Linked DNA regions of Sus scrofa: region 2 is linked to region 1. Evidence: chromatin contacts called from public Hi-C data. All regions are on one chromosome and are shown on one strand. The core of a region is the stretch at or near the end of the contact, and the rest is flanking DNA. Distances in the headings are between cores, read along the strand shown.

What was found. A called contact is a pair of places that touch in the nucleus more often than the background predicts.
Region 2: a Hi-C map of embryonic fibroblasts shows a contact between it and region 1, with 3 times the contacts expected there. The contact joins two enhancer-like sites. A contact is called at or near these places in 1 of 5 promoter capture datasets (fetal liver), 23 of 47 Hi-C or Micro-C datasets (adipose tissue, alveolar macrophages, blood and 14 more) and 2 of 2 datasets of contacts at active chromatin or transcription factors (alveolar macrophages and skeletal muscle).

The regions. Positions count from the first base shown.
Region 1 is chr2:2,237,615-2,240,652 of Sscrofa11.1, reverse strand. The region is part of intron 1 of OSBPL5 (oxysterol-binding protein-related protein 5); the gene reads left to right. Among named protein-coding and RNA genes, the nearest start is that of OSBPL5, 23 kb to the left of the region's middle. Within about 2 kb of position 1,437, at least 32 of the 83 cell types and tissues checked have an H3K27ac peak or open chromatin away from gene starts, as enhancers often do. A contact at or near this core is called in adipose tissue, embryonic fibroblasts and retroperitoneal adipose tissue, where this site is marked.
Region 2 is chr2:2,279,061-2,282,098 of Sscrofa11.1, reverse strand. No RefSeq gene overlaps it. Among named protein-coding and RNA genes, the nearest start is that of OSBPL5, 19 kb to the right of the region's middle. Within about 2 kb of position 1,633, at least 17 of the 83 cell types and tissues checked have an H3K27ac peak or open chromatin away from gene starts, as enhancers often do. A contact at or near this core is called in adipose tissue, embryonic fibroblasts and retroperitoneal adipose tissue, where this site is marked.

The DNA.
Region 1 (3,038 bases), core at 188-2,687:
CACAAGGGCCAGAAGGCAGGGCTCCTGTCCCCACTACCCAGCCGGTCAGCAGTGAATCAGGAATTGAGCTGGAGGCTGAAGCGGGGCTGGGGAACATTCTGAAGACCCCTCCCCTGACAGGCAGGCCCGGCTGCACACAGTAGGTGCTCAGAGGATAGGGCTGCAAGAAGGGTCAGTCACCCCGGCACAGGACCTGGGGCCAAGAGGGGCGGCCCATCCACCCAGAGGGGTCCTTCCTGGCCTCTTGTGGGGCCGTGGGGCTGGGAAGGAAAGGCCGGGCTGGGGCCCAGAGCAGCGGGCTTCCCTGGCATTCAGACCTGCCGTGCCCATAGGGTTCCATCTGCCAGCTCCCTCTCCTCCCCTCCCCCTCCCCCTCACGTCCCCTCTCCTCTGCTGGCTCTCAGGACAGTCCCAGCAGATTGGGGACAGTCCCTCCATGTCGGGGTGACACGGGGAGGGGGGCAGGAGATAACCAGCACACCTGCCCAGGATGAGCTGGGAGTCCAAGGGGTCAGTGCCAACCGGCCACATGGCCCTGGACGAGCCAGCTCACTCTGGAGGCCTCCGTTACTGCATCTATGAAATGGGGAGAAGGCAGGGAAATGGAGCACGGGCACGCGTGGGGTCTTTCTTGCTTCCTAGGGCAAGGACCCGAGCAGCCCCTGGATGGGGTGGGGGGCAGACAGGAGGGGAGGAGGGGCGTGGTGCCTGCCGCCCACCTGCAGGGACCAGATGCAGGGGGGCTGCTGTGCGAGATTTGGGAAGAGGGAATCCGCCCTTTGTGTGCTGAAGCCAGGCCCCCTTCCTGCCCACGCCTGCACTCGAGTTGTGAGGCGATCCCCTAAAACCTGAGCCCTGCCCCTCCGTGAGCCCCACCTCGGTGCCATGTAAGAATGGGCTCCGGCCCCACTGGAAGCCCCACTGGGAGGGGCCAGCGCTGGGTGGGAGGGTGTCAGGATTCCACCTCCTCCTCCGATGTAGATTCTTCTGGAGGAAGCAGGCTGCCCACCATTCCCAGGGAGCAGGAAGCCCGGGGTCTTCGCCTTCCTGGGCTTGGGTCCTGAGAGTCCCGTCCTGGCCAGGAGCAGTCCCCACAGTGAGAGGGTCCTCCCCGGCTCCCGGCGAGCAGGGAAACTGGCCCATCTCGAGCCTGAAGAGGAAGCCAGAGCGGCTGGGCGCGCAGGGACCAGGTCAAGGCTCTCAGCTCCTGAAGGGCCCCAAGGCACAGGCCACTCCTGGTGAGGCTCCATTCCCGCCTCCAGCCTCCGGGATCCGTTGGGGCTCGGCCCTTTCCCGGCCAGGGGTGGGGCGCCTCCCCTTTCCCAGATGCCAGCTGTCTCCCAGCCCCGCCCTGCCTGGAGCGCCACATCCGTCCTCTGAAGGACCTGGGCTGCGGGTGCCCCTCCCAGTGGCACCGCCCCCAGGGGCCACCGCCCTGGCCCTTCCCAGAGCATTCCTGTGGGCCACCCCTTCTTGAGACGCAGGGAGCAGAACCCAGCCCTCTGAGCAGGGAGGGTCCACGAGAAGCATCCCCTCCCTTTTCTTGAGGGCTCCGCCTCTGTTAATACGTCCAAGATGTGGCTGCTGTCCGGGGAACCTGAGCCAGAGTCTCTGCAGAGGGAGACCCTTGGCAGAGATGCTGTGAGGTGGATCCCTGCCTGTGCCTGCTCCGCACTGCACAGCCCAGGGCTGACGCCCCCTCCCAGGACTCCCGCAGGCTTTGGCCATCCGGGGACAGCCCTCCTGGCCTCCGTTCCTTCTGCTGCCGGACCCGACTGCTCCCCCAGAGGCCGAGGCTCTTACCTCCCTAGTTTTCAGACCCACTCAGCACCCACCCCAGAGCCGCCTGGGCAGGAAGCTCCCATGGGGGCGGCATGGGGGGGGGCAGTCAGGGAGAGAGGCTGAAGCTGGTGGGGTCTGGAGGGGAGTGCAGGCTCGCTGGAACCCCCCAGGCTCCCCTCAGGGTCAGCAGTCAGCAGGGACCCAGCGCTTCCCCCCTCCCCCGCCTGCTGGGGGGGGGAGACCGGGAGGTTTAGGCAGCGACAGCCCCGCCCACTTTGTTCTCCTTTGCTCGTTGGTTTCCCGCCCACCCTTGAGGCTCAGCCCTGCAAGGAGGGTCCATCTGTGTCCCCCGTGGCAGCCTTAGTCAGTCTCCACCCCTAGGCAGACTGGGCCGTGGGGCGTCTCCCCAGGGAGAGAGCAGCCCCAGCAGGAGCCCCCCAGGGAGAGGGGTTGGAGACATCCGTGTGCCTGGAAGGTCCCCCACCCCCTCGGGTCCAGGACATGAAGTAGGCGGCCAGCCCCACACCGCAGGCGGTGAAGCAAGCCTGAGGTCACTCGAGGCCACACCCACCTCCCTGGGCTGGCCGCTCCAGGCCCCCACCCTGGGCTGACTCCCCTCCCCACTGCGCAGCCCCTCTTCCGGTTGCATCACCCCCAGCTCCGAAAATCACAGGGTCTGAGTAGGACAGGGTGGGGGCAGGCTGCAGAGGGGGGACCACATCCAGGCCATGGGTGGCTGGGCTTCCTAGAACCGGTGGGCGGGGTCCGCTGCAGGGAAGGAGGCGAGGGGGCGGTGCCCAGGCTAGCTGAGCCTGGCACCCCGTGTGCCGTTGGCCCGGTGTCCATCAGGAGGCCAGGTGGGCGGGTGCCAGGGGCCGGCCTTGCGGACAGCCACATGACCCGGCTGAGTCAGAACAGGGCAGGCCACTTCCTGCCCCTCTCCCCAGGGCTCTGTCACTCCACGGGTGGCCTGTCTAGGAAACATCCCTCTGGGGGTGGCCCGGCCCCAGCCGTCCCCTGGGGTCCTGGCCCCGGCCTTCTTTCTCTCCCACCCCCAGCCATGTCCAAGGTGCAGGAGACTGGGGCCTTGAAGCTGTGCCACCGCAGGGGGACTTGGGGGTGGCTGGAGCCTCCGGACCTTAGGCTGGCCGTTTCCTCTCTTGGGGCCTCAGTTTGTGCATCTTTAAAATGGGATGAGGGAATTCCGTCCATGGCGCTGTGGTTAATGAACCCAACTAGCATCCATGAGGACGCAG
Region 2 (3,038 bases), core at 384-2,883, 41 kb before region 1:
CCTTCTGCGCGTCTGCTGTCTCTCCGCCCAGACTACACCCTGGCAGGGGGGCCCCTCCGCTGGGCTCACCACGGGCTCCACCAGGGTCATGAACCTGGGACGGACCCACCGTGAGACCACCACCCGCCAGCCCACCTGCAGGGCGGGCCAGGCTCCCAGGGCCCCTCCAAGGCAGAGCAAAGTCAGCAGACAGGCCAGGCTCCTGCAGGTCAGCCGGTCAGCCTGACCCCCCCCCCCAGGACAGTGGAGGCCACCGCCACAGACCTCAGAGCCTCCTGCCTGGGCTGGGGCCACCCGTGTCGCTGTCGCGGACACCTGCAGCCGGCGGAAGCACAGGCCTGGTCTGCGCCGTCCTTGTCAGGTGTGCGAAGGAGAAAAGAGGCGGGGCTCCTGGCACAGATGCGGCCCGTCAGCCGCCTTGAGGGACAGCTCGCCCCACCCACGTGCAGACTCGCGCTCACTCTTCTGCCCTGACAGGCTCTCCGCATCGTCCAGGGGGCAAGGGACCCCTGAGACGATTCTCTTCCTCCGAGATGGACAAGGGTCCCCCTCTGGTTGCCGCTCACAGGCCATGTGATCGAAAGAGGGGGTTACTCCTGCAACGCTGGGATCAGTGTCCTCAGGACCCCCGCCCTCCCCCAGACCCTTGTCAGAGCCCCAGGGTCCCTCCATCTTCCTACCTGCACGATGGGCGTGGACTAGTTTCCTCGAGCTTAAACAACTCATATCTAGCCTCTGTCTGGGGCCAGAAGGCTGAGCTCAAGTCTCTGCAGAGCTGCGTCTTCCTGGGGGCTTGAGGGACCAACTGGGCCCAGCCCCTCCCCCAGCTCCTGGGGTTTGCTGGCCATCCTCGTGCTTCAGCGGCTTGTGCAGACATTGCCTGATCTCCGCTTGGCATCCTGGGCCAGCTGCTCCCTGCAGGTGAACAGAACCAATAGGAGTCCGTCGCCTCTTTCAGTGGGGCTCCCTTCTGCCAGAACCAGACCCACGCATCTGCAGGGAGACTTCGGGTCAGTTATAACAAAACCCGAAGACGCAAGTGAGCAGCTTGAGAAGTTTCTGGGTGGTCCAGGCTCAGGCCATGGTGGCCCTGGACAGCCGGGCAGGACCCCAGCCTGGCTTGTTCTTGCCCTAAGGGTTGTGCCTTGAGTTTTTCCGGCCTCCCCATCTCTCCCCAGAGCAACTTCCTTTCTTCCCAGCAGGGGTCAGTGTGGCGCAAAGGTTTTGCCGTCTCCCCACATTTTCCGGGTATGGCGTGGGGAAGAGGGGACAGGACAGGCAGGGACCTAGCAGAGACCCTGGCTGTGCCGGCTGGAGCCAGGGGCTACCACGTCCACAGTGTGACTGCCCGTGGCCAGGGAGCTGGGGCAGCACTGTGAGTTAGTGAGCTAATGAGGATGGCTGGGAACCAGCCCTGGGACTCACCCATCCTGAGCCCTGGCGTTAATGGAGCATGAATGGGGCAGCTCCTGCGTGCCAGGCACAGGGGCCCATCATTCACGGGCATCCTCTCACTCAATCCTCCTAAAGACCCGGACGAGAAGATGTGACGAAAATCTCTACAGATGGAGGCCGAGGCTCAGAGAGGCTGAACGACCTGCTGTATTGTCTACTGGACTGAAGTTTCAGACGTCTTTTGATGAGTCATGGCTGCTTTTCTCCACCTCCTCTCTCCACATCTCTCCTTGGTGGGAGGAAAAGAGGATCAAACGTTCCTTTTAGATGAAAATGATTCAGCTTTTGTTCCCCAGTAAGAAGGCAAAGCTCCTTAATGAAAGACTCGTGATAAGCCACCAGCAATCACTCACACACTAGTATGAATTAGGAGACCGAGCTCTTGGGACCAGTTCATAGCAGAATGGGAAGCAGAGCAGCGGATCCTCAAGCAGGAACAGAGAACCCCATTCTGGATTTCAGGGGGGCTCTCTAGGCAAGGGGTACGCCCTGCAAGAGAGACCTAGAAAGCAGCAAACGCCCTGCAGAAGGAGGCAAGTTCACCCTCAGCCCTGTCCACCACGGACCAAGAGTCCCTGGCACAGCTGCCCAGCTGGGCCCCTGGTTCAGCCCTAAGCCTTCCCTTAGCGCCTGTCTCCGAGGGGCGGGGCCACCCTGGTCCTCACGACACACAGCCGTGCACCTGGGCCGCACCCAGCGGGAGGGCCCCCTCCTGCCACCCCCTCACTCATCAGAAAGTGGAGGCCTATGGTCCGGGGAGGGCTGGGCCAACCCTTCCGAGACCTCCGCCCGTCTTTCCTCCAGCCTCCTGTTTGTCCGGAAGGATCTCACCAAGGGTCCCCTAGCTCTGCCCTGGCCGGAAGAGCCAGAAAGTGCTGGAAAGAGCATATGGGCAGCTGGGAAAGGGTGGAGCTGGCCGCGCGTGGGCCCGGGGGCCTCCTTCCCAGTCGCCCATCTGGGCCCCTCCCATGCCTCTATCCACGTGGTGTTGGGGTATGTGTCCCCAGAGGCTCCAGGGCAATGATTTCCTGGGGCGATGGACCCTGGTAGATCCCCAACCCCTCCCTTGAATGCCCCCCTCAGAGCTGGAGCTGAGATCCCAGCGCCCCTGCGGTGGGGGACGCGACCACTCCAAGTGCTTTGCTCCTGGCGACCTATTGATCAGAGAGGCAGGCGCGGGGAGGGGGGTGAGGTGGGGGGCATGTGCCCTCACCCCGAGACTTCCTGCTTCTGTAAAAGCAGCTGATTCCAGCCGGCGTCCCTCCCTCCAGGGCCCCCGCCCTCCAGGGGTGGGGAAGACCCCCCCCAGAGCCTAAGCTTCAACGCTGGTTCCCTGGGCCTGCTGCCCGGCTCAGCGCAGGAGCCCATGCGGGCGGAGCCACCAGGGGTGGGGCTCGGGGGCTTCCACGGTCCCATGGGAACTAATTCGTCCCTGCAGTTTCTCCACCTCCAGGGGTAGGGGACAGCCCGCCTCCTCTGCACCTGGTGGTGGGGGGTCTGGGCTGTGCCTGAGGCTATAAAGGAGAGCGCGGGCCTTTTTGAAGGAGGTGGGATTCCCAGGGCACAGGAGGCCACTGACCCAA